Linked DNA regions of Pan troglodytes: regions 2 and 3 are each linked to region 1. A link is a contact called in public Hi-C data. All regions are on one chromosome and are shown on one strand. The core of a region is the stretch at or near the end of the contact, and the rest is flanking DNA. Distances in the headings are between cores, read along the strand shown.

Evidence for each region. A called contact is a pair of places that touch in the nucleus more often than the background predicts.
Region 2: a contact with region 1 is called in a Hi-C map of stem cell-derived neural progenitor cells, with 5 times the contacts expected there. The contact joins the enhancer-like site here to the promoter of KLHDC10 in region 1. A contact is called at or near these places in 1 of 7 Hi-C or Micro-C datasets (stem cell-derived neural progenitor cells) and 1 of 1 datasets of contacts at active chromatin or transcription factors (stem cell-derived excitatory neurons).
Region 3: a Hi-C map of stem cell-derived neural progenitor cells shows a contact between it and region 1, with 5 times the contacts expected there. The contact joins the enhancer-like site here to the promoter of KLHDC10 in region 1. A contact is called at or near these places in 1 of 7 Hi-C or Micro-C datasets (stem cell-derived neural progenitor cells) and 1 of 1 datasets of contacts at active chromatin or transcription factors (stem cell-derived excitatory neurons).

Annotation. Positions count from the first base shown.
Region 1 is chr6:145,431,508-145,435,376 of NHGRI_mPanTro3-v2.0_pri, forward strand. It overlaps KLHDC10 (kelch domain containing 10), which reads left to right and starts at 1,611. Exons shown (of 10, transcript XM_519376.6): 1 at 1,611-1,886. The coding sequence starts at 1,721.
Region 2 is chr6:145,781,846-145,785,714 of NHGRI_mPanTro3-v2.0_pri, forward strand. The region is part of intron 2 of CEP41 (centrosomal protein 41); the gene reads right to left. Among named protein-coding and RNA genes, the nearest start is that of CEP41, 20 kb to the right of the region's middle. Within about 2 kb of position 1,821, at least 11 of the 24 cell types and tissues checked have an H3K27ac peak or open chromatin away from gene starts, as enhancers often do. A contact at or near this core is called in stem cell-derived neural progenitor cells, where this site is marked.
Region 3 is chr6:145,713,354-145,717,222 of NHGRI_mPanTro3-v2.0_pri, forward strand. The region is part of intron 4 of CPA5 (carboxypeptidase A5); the gene reads left to right. Among named protein-coding and RNA genes, the nearest start is that of CPA5, 7.6 kb to the left of the region's middle. Within about 2 kb of position 1,933, at least 14 of the 24 cell types and tissues checked have an H3K27ac peak or open chromatin away from gene starts, as enhancers often do. A contact at or near this core is called in stem cell-derived excitatory neurons and stem cell-derived neural progenitor cells, where this site is marked.

The sequences.
Region 1 (3,869 bases), core at 361-2,860:
GCAGGTGGATTACCTGAGATGGGGAGTTGGAGACCAGCCTGGCCAACATGGTGAAAACCCATCTCTACTAAAAATATAATTAGCAGAGTGTGGTGGCACATGCCTCTAATCCCAGCTACTTGGGAGGCTGAGGCAGGAGAATTGTTTGAACCTGGGAGGCAGAGGTTGCAGTGAACCGAGATCATGCCTCTGCACTCCAGTCTCGGCGACAGAGTAAGACTCCGTCTCAAAAAAAAAAAAAGGAGTTAACATATATTAATTTTGGTTTTTATATTTTAGAACCATAGGCTTTTTTTTTTTTTTCAAGTCTCAAACATTTTCATAAGCAGTGTGCTATGGTGCTAGTGACTAAAACATTTCTGCCTACAGGGACTGGAAGTAGGAAAACAAGGAGGCAGTGCCAGTGGCGACCAGAAATTTGCACACCAGGTACAAAGGGTATTTGTCCTCAGCTCCAGCAGAGTTTCTTTTTTTTCTCTGCAACCATGTAAGGTTCTTCTAATGCAAAAGAAAAAAAAATCTGTCACATCTAAGGACCTTGAAAAGTTTTGTTTCCCTTGAGGAATTTGATATGCTTTTTCCGTATCATTCAGAAACATCAGTGTATAGTCTGTTTTCCCAGTTTGCATTGCGCCCAGTAAGTTTCAAGCCAAAATTTCTGTTTAATTTTGGAACAATAGAAACTCCTGATCGGCACATTAAAAATTTTCTTTGATCTTGATCTTCCATACCCGTTGCTGCCTTTTATTTAATTTTACATTTCCTTTTGATTATATATCTTCCAAGCTGATTAAAATTTTCTACTAGCCAAAAGGAGTTTGAGCGAACAAAAATATTTACAGAGCCATCAGCCATCTATGAGAATACCTTTTTCTTGGCATTCCACACACTGCCAGGTGTTATTTGAAAAGTCTTTACTGATGTAATAAACCAGAAATGGTTTCTCATCGGGGTTTTATTTTGTATTTCTAAGATTACAGGTGAGAGTGAACATTTTCCCATATTTGTTAACCAGGTTTAAAACTGTTTGATTGGGACGTGGCTTATACAGGGACGAATGCAGCTAATCCGACTGAAAGACAAATGAAACCCAGGAATATCTGGTTCTTACATTTTAGCTTTGACTCCGCCCCTGGGTCCCCTCACCTACCCGGACCCCAAGCAAGCCCTTTGTGTGTGTCAACCGTCAGTGAATGGGATCTCAGTCTGAAAAGCTGGCAGAATACCGTCTTGCCCCCAAATATGTGTATTATGCGTATATCCAGTGTCTGATTGCAATGTTTATGGGAAAAAGTTCCTGAATCCTAACCAAGACTGAGGCACTGGCCGTCCCCGGGAGTCTTTCCGCAGGCGCGGCCTCTGACACTCGGCCTTCGATTGGCCCGCCTGGCCCCGCAGGAGTCGGGGTAACGCCGGCCAGCCCAGCTCGGACGATGAGAGCTAGGAGTGGCTGCTTCTGCCTTTCTCTCCCCCTACTTTTTTTTTTTTTTAGCCATAGCTATGGTTACCACGTTTCTCTCCGCCTCCCGCCACCTACCAAGAAAACGACTGACCATTGGCTGCCTTTCACCAAGGCGGTAAGTCATTGGTCTCTGGTGGGACCGGGCGCTGCCCCCTTCCCCTGTCTCCTGGGTCTCTGGAGGAGCCCAGGAAGGAGGCTCCGCTGGTTCCGCTGGGTCAGGCGCTGACGGGACCGGGCTGCGGCAATCGTTAGCGGGTCATGTCGGCCGCCCAGGGCTGGGACAGGAACCGCCGGAGGGGAGGAGGCGCCGCCGGCGCTGGTGGCGGAGGTAGCGGGGCCGGCGGGGGCAGTGGGGGCAGCGGGGGTCGGGGGACTGGCCAGCTCAACCGCTTCGTGCAACTCTCCGGGCGGCCGCACCTGCCAGGTGAGTCGTGGGACAGGGTCCTGACCGCTTGCGGGCGCGGCGGGCGGGAAGGTTACTGCTACCTTTTCTTTTTCTCCCTGGCTTTCTTTTCCTTGGGAGGAGGAAAGGCAGGCCCCACGCATAGCAGAGGGACTGGGGATCAGAGAAAAGGGAAGGTGTCTTTGAGGTCAGGGAGGGAACAGGAGCACAGCGAAGAAAAGTATCTGTGCTCTGTTGAAAGCTCTGTGCTGAGAGTTTTGTTTTCTTTTCAAAGGAGAGGCCACTGTCTCATTGACATTTCCAAATGTTTCGGTTACTCGATTCCCAATCTCTTCCCCTTCCGCAGTTTGATCTTGTAAATGAAAGACATTGGCGCCTAGCTGTGGGAAATTATTTCAAAAAGGGTGCCAAGTTAAGGAGAGAAGAGGGAAGCGCATTCCAAGGAGTGATTTTGTAAAAACTACACGGGGTGTGTGTGTAAGAGGCATTCTGAAACGGAAGAAAGGGGTGGGGGAGTGTTTGGGGAGTGTATGGGAAAGAGAACCTAGAGGATTAGGGAAAACTAGTTGGATTATTAATATTTTGGAATGTTCAGAGACAGGATAATGGTGTCTAGGTTTTAAGGGGAGAAAGTGAAGATCAAAAATATACTTAGTGACACAATTATGCTGTGTTTCCAATATAAAAACAACTGAGAATTGGAAAAATGTACCCAATACAATTATTTGACATTTTGGTCTACAGTGCCCTAGCCTTGAGTTCAGATGCTTTTGAAAACAAAATAAAATCAAGTGGATATGTATGTGTAGACAATTTTAAAGAGGTACGTTTGTAATTGAATATTCAATCTAGTAGAAGGAAGGTAGGGAATTAAATAATGCAGAGAACGTCAAATATCCCACTGGGCAAGCTTATTTTTACTATGAAAAGAACTATCAGGAATGATGTGTTAATTATTCATCGTGTTTTTTGTGAATAATATTGATTATATTAGTGATATATTTGTTTAGCTGATGAGTTTTGAGAACATGATGAATTGGTTTTTTTGAATTGTGCTTAAGACTGTGCCTTATACTTCTAGTCAAAAATTATTATTTGATTAAATTGAAGATGACAAAGGGAATTTAGCACATTTAATGAGACAATTGCTTATGTTCGTGATGAGGTTATTGATGTGTGCTAGAAATGTACATTACCCCATTTATATGCATTAAATCGAGGCATTTGTAAGTAGTCATATAATATACCAGAAGTTGGGTTTGAGACGTTAATATCAGACTGGGCATCCTAGAATTGCTAAATATATGATCTTTAACATGAAAAAGAAAAAAGGAGCAATCTTTTTTCTTACTCCCAATTAATAATAAAAACTTAGATTTTTGTGTATTGACAGCTTAGAAGATGAATCTCTTAGCAAACACTGTCACCAGTTTGCCCTCTACTACTGCAATCTTTAGGTCTTTGATCACGGATTAATTATACCATGGGCTTCAAGTAGGCATTCCTAGGTTCCTAGAACCTCCTTGGTGCACTTCCTCACTTCAACCACGTGATGGCAGTGGAAGCCATGATTTCTGCTAAGGGGCTTCAGTGTGGAGCTATTTCTGCATTCCCTTAGCACACAAGACCAAGAACAGCCATTTATCCGGAGGTAAAGATAAACGTGTCTAAACTGTGAAAATTTGTAAAGCAGGGTCATCAGTCTCTTTTTTCTGCTTCCCTTTTCTCTTGACTGACACTTCATTGCGCCTTTACTCATTCTCAAAATTGGGACACATCTGATACCTCAATGTATTATGTAGTTTGAAATTCTTTCATACCAATTCTTTATTCTGCTAGGTTTTGCATTTTAAACCTCTCCCTTTTCTTGCATTTTGATAGATTTTAAAATATTTTAGGTGATGGGAAGGAATAGGATGTCTAGGCTTGGTTGACGGGCCTTGGAGATAAAACCTTTTATTTTAAATTTATTTATTTATTTATTTATTGAGATGGAGTCTCGCT
Region 2 (3,869 bases), core at 571-3,070, 350 kb after region 1:
CCTGGGCAAAATAGTGAGACCTCGTCTCTACAAAACACACACATACACACAAACTAGCCAGGCATGGTGGCACATCCCTGTAGTCCCAGCTACTTGAGAGGCTGAGGTAGGAGGATCCCCTGAGCCCAGGAAGGGGAGGTTGCAGTGAGCAAGAATGTGCCACTGCACTACAATGCGGGTGACAGAGTGAGACTCTATCTCAAAAAAAAAAAAAAAAAAAAGGCCAGGTGTGATAGCTCACACCTGTAATCCCAGCACTTTGGGAGACTGAGGTGGAAGGATTGCTCGAGGCCAGGAGTTCAAGACCACCCTGGCCAACACAGTGACAGCCCATCTCTACAATAAATAAATAAATAACTAGACCTGGCACACTGGCTCACGCCTGTAATCCCAGCACTTTGGGAGGCCGAGGCGGGAGGATCACAAGGTCAGGAGTTCGAGACCAGCCTGACCAACATAGTAAAACCCCGTCTCTACTAAAAATATAAAAATTAGCCAGGCATGGTGGTGCACACCTGTAGTCCCAGCTACTCAGGAGGCTGAGGCAGAAGAATCGCTTGAACCTGGGAGGCAGAGGTTGCAGTGAGCCGAGATCACGCCACTGCACTCCAGCTTGGGCAACAGAGCGAGACTTCATCTCAATAAATAAATAAATAAATAAATAAATAAATAAATAAATAGGAAAAATATATATTTGCTGAATGAAATTTACTATGGAGATCTACTATCTGAAAAATCCTTATAATGAGTTATTTTATAATGCAAATACTTCCCAATTTGGTCTGAGTTTCTGCACACCTGATTTTCTTTAAACTATGTACAACTTGACTTATATACAGTATATGTTATGTGCTACATATATGACTCATATTGCTTCACGACTTAAGCAACCTATAAATGTATAAGGTAGCATTTAGCTTCTACTTTGTTTACTTACAACTAAAGTTGTGATAAAAGATATATAACAAAACTTTACAATTAGAATCAAGAGGAAGAAACAACCCGACTATAGCAACAGTGCTGTGCAAACAGAGTGCAACTGATTGAGTGAATGAGTCATTCATTAGATTTTTTCCATTGTTTTCCTATAATTTAATAACATTATTTATACTGAGCCAATAAGAAAAGCAAGTGATTTTGTGCAGCAGTAATCTAAAGTAGATGAGATTTATAAGGCACGAACTCAGTTGCTAAGAGACAACTCCATGGCTTTATTTTTCTTCAATATTTCCCTCCTCTATGGAGAAGTTCTCTTGGCTCGGAAGAGCAGAAAGCATGAAAAGAGGCACAGTGGTCCTTTGTTAACCTCAATAAGTGATATGTGTGTATAGTGCTTTCTGGTTTATAAAAGCCTTTCACATATATTTCTTCCTTTGACGGAAGAAACAGAATTAAACAACAAATAAAAATGAAGAGTACCTAGTCTATAATGAGTTTGATGCTTACAGTCAAGGCTATTAGCAAATATTCAGGAAAAGTAAAGCCTAAAGAAGAAAAGAGGGAATGAATAGTTTGTCTAGAGATAATAAAAGGAAGGTGAATTTTTAAAAGACAAAAATAAGGCTAGAAAAGACTGAGTGGAGAAAGCCTACAGAATTTCAGAAAGCTAAAGAAATTGGAAATTAGATTGAATATAGATAGAAATGGGAGGACAATGCAGCCAATGAAAGACTGTGGGGACTAATAAAGGGAGAGCCCTGTGGTTTGGAAAGTGTCCCTTAATCAGCCTGCAGTGCTGCAAAACAGAAACCCAGAGAGGGTGCTTGAGAATATACAAGAACCCTGCGGTGGTGACTGAACAAAACGCAGCCAGGGATTTCATCAGAAGCATAATCCATTCATGGCACAGTCTGGCAGTGCTGGGGAGCTGGTAAGATACACACAGGCACCTATGGAACAAAAGAAATATTTGAAGTTCAAAATAATTCTGAGATTTCTAGCCATGGCTGCTCTCAGTGTTTGAGTTCATATGAGAAGCAGAGCCAGAGGTATAAAAACAAAAAATAATCTTTAACTAGGAGGAAGATAGCAGTCTTTGAAGAACTCAGTAGAATGTGATTTGGGTGAAGACAGGAGATATCACGAAATTCTTGATTTCTTGTGATTACTCTGAATTGCTTGCTGTTTGGTAAGAAAAGATGAAAGACCCATCTATTTAGCCTAAAAATGAGAAATGCTCACTCATTCCTGTGCCTATTTCCAATGCTCTGACTGCAGAGCTTAAAAACAAACCACAGGTAGAAACTCTGTACTCTTACTTGGGCTATAAGGTCCCTTTTCTGTTTTCTTAACTCCTCACCCTTTTCACCTCATGATACACATACAATGATAAAATGTGGATACAATGCTGGGTTTGGGTTGATCCAGGCCCTGTTGGCTAAAGGGCTGCAGGGATCTGTACCTTGGCACATAATGCATAGGCTGCTGCACACCAGGTAGAAAACTTTTTCTGAATACACAGGGAGGTAAGTCACAAAAATGCACAGAAATATAAGCATTAAAATAAAAATCTCTCCCCTAAACTGACTTTAGAATAATTTCTAAATTTGAAACAACAAAAAAAATCGAACACTAGAATAAGATTTCTCTCCCACACTGACTTTAAAATACTGTGAGTTTTAAGCAATGAAACACACTTTGGCCCTTCCAAAAGCTTTACAAGACTAGTTTGGGAGACTTCTGCTTCCAGAAAGATGGGGTAGATGTACTTAGCTACTCCTCCAGCTAAGAAAAAGAAAACCCTCGACAACCCACAGAATGGGAGAAAATATTTGCAAATCATATTTCTGACAAGACTCTAGTATCCAGAATATATAAAACAACTCTTTTTTTATTTTTATTTTTTGGAGACGGAGTCTCGCTCTGTCACCCAGGCTGGAGTGCAGTGGTGCCTTCTTGGCTCACTGCAACCCCCGCCTCCTGGGTTCAAGCGATTCTCCTGCCTCGGATTCCCAAGTAGCTGGGACTACAGGTGCATGCTGCCACGCCTGGCTAATTTTTTTGTATTTTAGTGGAGACAGGGTTTCACCGTATTGCCCAGGCTAGTCTTGAACTCCTGAGCTAAGGCAATCCACCTGCCTCGGCCTCCCAAAGTGCTGGGATTACAGGTGTGAGCCACTGCGCCCAGCCAAAAGAACTTTTATAACTCAACAAATAAGAAGAAAAATAACCCAACATAAATATGGGCAAATGATTTGAATAGACATTTCTCCATAAGAGATATACAAATGCCAAAAAGCACATAAAAAGGTGCTCAAACATTATCAGTCATTAGGAACATGCAAATCAAAGCCATAATAATATACCACTTCATGCCCACAAAGATGGTAATCAAAACGATGAACAATAACAAGCATTGGTGATGATGTGGAGAAAATAGAGCCCTCCTACATTGCTGCTGGGAATGTGAAGTGGTGTGGCTGCTGTGGAAAACAGTTTGGCAGTTCCTCAAAAAATTAGACATACAGTTACCATATGAAAAGCAATTCAAGTCCTAGGTATATGCCCAAGAGAATTAAAAACACATGTTCACACATAAATTTGTACACTGATGTTCTTAGCAGCACTATGTCCAGTAAGTGTAAACAACCCAAATGTCCATCAACTGATGAGTGGGTAAACAAAATGTGGAATAGCTATACAACAGAAGATTATTTGGCAATAAAAAGGAATGAAGAACCGACACATACTACAGCATAGATGAATCTTGAAAACATTTCACTAAGTGAAAGAAGCCAGACATAAAAGGCTACATACTGTATGATTGCATCTACACGAAATGTTCAGAATAGCCAAATCCATAGATAGAGAAAGTAGATTAGTGGTTACTCAACATAGTAAATATGTCAATTCTCCCCATGTTAACAAAC
Region 3 (3,869 bases), core at 683-3,182, 280 kb after region 1:
TTGCTTATCTGACCACTCCCTCCTGTTCCCGCTGTGTCTCAGCCATCCAATGCCTGGGGGAACGGCTTTACTTCAGAGGATTGGGAAATGGTGAAAGAGCATTGTGTGGTTCAGAGCACTGCTGTGGTTCACTTCCCCCAACCTCCACCGCTTGGCTCTCCGCACGGGGCATCCCCCCAGGCAGGATTCTCCCAGAGGAACCGCTTTGGGAGAAGCAGCTACAGACCTGCTCTTGGGTAGGACAAAGGTAGCCTTCATCCTGGACACCCCAGTCTCCCTGCTGCTTTCCCTGCATCTTTTCTGAACGTCATGAAATTCTATTTCAATTGTTCTATTTTCCAGTATATCCTAAAGAGCCCCTGAAAGGTGCTGGTAGCACAGCCTCCTTCCTAGAGATCTTCGTGGGTACCACTCATTGGTTAAGCCTCTCCGGCTGCATCTTTCTGCAGCTGCTGCTGCTGGTCGTGTACCTGTGGAACTGTATCCATAAAGATTCATTCCCAACCTTGTTGTATGGCGCTAATCTCCCCTAAGGGCTCCGACTGTGGGAACACAGAGCCTCCCGGAGCGCACACACTTGACACCGTATGTCAGGGGATCAACGCATCAGGCAGCATTCCGTTCCCATGCGAGCACAGGGCTGGGGAACTTTGGTCCTTTCAAAGACCTTTATCCCTCATCAGGCACATCTGTTTCCCGCTCAACGTGTGGGGGTGGGATATTTCTCTAATGAAATCCCCCACAAACAAAAATGGGGAAACTCCCGCAGACAAAACAGGCTACCACATCAAAAGAAATAGAACTGAATTCTCATTTTTAGCCCAGGCCTCTATTTTGAAGTTTCCATTTCCCTGGTTCAGCCCCACCCTGGGAACTCCGCAGCATTTGGCAAACAGACACACAGAGGTCTCTAAAAACTTTCTGTTGATTTCTGCACATCAGGGACGGCCCCAGAGTCCCCTCTGAGCCTCCCCCACTGGATTTAGCCTGTCCTCTCCCCACATCCGCAGCCCCGAGTCCCTCTAGGGCTTTGCCCTCCCTCTCAGGAAAATGCTCTGACCTCTTAGCCTTGATCCAGCCAGGCAGGATTTTCACCAACTCGCTCTTCCTGCAGGGATCAAGCACTCACTGCCATGCTTGAGATCATATTTTGGCTTAGAGGGAGCTGGGGGTGGGGTGGCTGATGTGTTGATGTGTTGAGGGATTGATGATGGGGAGGGGTCCAGGAGGAGGGAAGCTGAGATTTGCTAACAGGACCGGAAGAGCTTTGCACCCCTTGGGTTGCTGGCGTCCAGTCTTGTATTTCAGATACAGATGCACGGGCCCGATTGTCTCCCTGTCCTCTGGATCCCCTCAGCCAAGTACTTGGCAATGTCCCCTGCAGGGTGGGCCCTCTGCGGTTGTCTGCTGAATGACTTGCTCGGTTGGGGAGTTCAGGACAGGCACGACCTTATTCACATGTGGGTCTTTGTTCCTCTGGCCCCCTCCCCTCAGCCAAGGTTCAGCTCCACGCTCCGTATCCATCTTCCTACCCCAGTACCTACCATAGGACCTGCTGCTTCGTTGGGGCTTGATAAATGTCAGTGGAACTAATAGACATTCATTAGGAGGAGGAAAGGAAAGAGGAGTGGTCGTGTTTGGTGGCTAGGACCAGGCTGGAAAACCTCGATGCTAGTTTTCACTTTGGCCAGAGGCAGGGGAGATTTTGGAATCTCTCCCTCCCTCTGCCCTGTGATCAGAGGGATGCTTGAGAAACATGAGGCAGGGCCATTCATTCCACTCCCAGACACAGAGAGCCCTACTGTGTGCTGTGCATCGGGCAAGGGGCTGGAAACACAGAGATAAAAAACTTGGCCCTGTATCCAGGACAGCTGGAGGGTCGCGGGGGCCGGGGATGGAGGGGGGTAAATCGGTGGTTACAATGGAGTGGATGAGCGGCTGATGGAGTGAGGGCGGTTGCTATGGGAGCGCATACAAGAGGCACTGCACGCCGTGCTTCTGAGAAGGCGGTAATTACGGTGCGCTGAAGAGCAGGTGAGGGGGGGCTGGCCAGAGGAAGGGGGGCCCCCACCCCGATTGGTGATGAAGCCAGACTCCATCACAAAGAGTGCCCTCCACCATGTGACGAGGTCAGGATTTTATCCTGACAACTAGGGGGGAGTCATGGGAGGTGCTTTCACATGATCAGATTTGCATTTCAGAAAAACCACCCTGGCAGTGACAGTGTTGAGTTGGGGACAGGACCAGGGAGAGACTGACAGGCAGGAGGGTGGTGAGGAAATTGCAGTGGGCCAGGCAAGAAATTATCTGATTCCGAGCGAGCTCTATTTGCATTTAATTTTTCTTCACCTCGTTCTTTTCAGCCCTTTGGTTTTTTTTTTTTTTTTTTTTTTTTCCCTAGGATGAGTCACCATGGAAAAACTTCACTTGAGCAATCAGCTCTGTGGCTTTTAATGGCTTTTTTTCTGATTACAAAATTAATAAATATTCATGTTAGATAATTTGGAAAATAGTGGAAAGCACAAGGAGAAAACAAAAATCACCCATACTCTGACCATCTAGAGCAGAATACAATTGAGTGTAAATACTGCGTTGCCAATTTCCCTCGCCCTAGTGGATCACTCTCATCACCATGCAAATACAGTTATTTCTCCCATTTAAAAAAACCCTCTCTTGATCCCTTCCCTCTCCCCTCCAGCCATCACCCCATTTTTATGCTTCCCCATAGACTGAAACTCCTGAAAATACTGACTCTCCCTGTCATCTCCATCCCTGTCCGCCAGCAGGCTGCCCACCCCCTCACTTCACCAAAGCTTCCCTCGACAATGTCACACGCAACTTCCAGATCCAACCCGATGGCCGACTCTCAATGTTCCTCTTCCAACAGCACAACTGGTCACTCTCTCCTACCTGGAGCCTGTCTCTTCCCCTGGCATCCAGGACTTCTGTGTTCTGTCTCCAGCCAGCACCTCCTCTCCTGGATCCAACCGCCTACTCAGTGTTTCCACCTGGGGGTCCAATGGGCATCTCCAACTTTCCAGGTCCAGACCAAGCTCCCCTGGCCCTTCATCGGTGCCTCCACAGCCCTCTTTATCTCAGGAAATGGCAACACCATCCTTCCAGTCACTCAGACCAGAAGCTGGGAGCCATTCTCGACCCCTTCCTCAAACTCCCCATCAACAACAGATTTATCGCTGCCTTCAGAATGGATCTTAGCACATCCCACACCACCCCCGAGGGCCCATGCACCATCTCGTCCCTCACCTGGGTTCTTCCAGTTGCTTTCTAACTGCTCTCCCCCATTCTCCACCTTGATTCCTTATTACCTAATCTCAAAACAGCAGCCAGAAGAGTCCTTTAAAAGTATTGCAAATTCAAGCATGTTGTTCCTCTGCTTAAAACCCAACTAATTTGGAGTAGAAGCCAAAGCCCTTGCAATGGTCATAAGGCTTTTCATTTTATTGTATTTATTTATTTTGAGACAAGATCTCACTCTGTTGTCTAGGCTTAAGTGCAGTGGCACGATCATGGCTCACTGCAGCCTCGAACTCCCAGGCTCACTCCATCCTCTCGCCTCAGCCTTCTAAGTACAGGCCCTGGGACTACAGGCCCATGTCACCATACCCAGCTAATTTTTGTATTTTTTGTAGAGATGGGGTCTGATTATGTTGCCCAGGCTGCTCTTGAACTCCTGGGCTCAGGCAACCCGCCAACCTCGAGCTCCCAAAGTGCTGAAATTACAGGTGTGAGCCACCACGCCAGACTGCTCATCTTATTTTAAATTGTACCCCTCTTCTTCCCCACTTCTCCAACTTCCTCTTTCTTTCCCATTTCACTCTTGTTGACATTTACCATTTTCTCATTGCTTA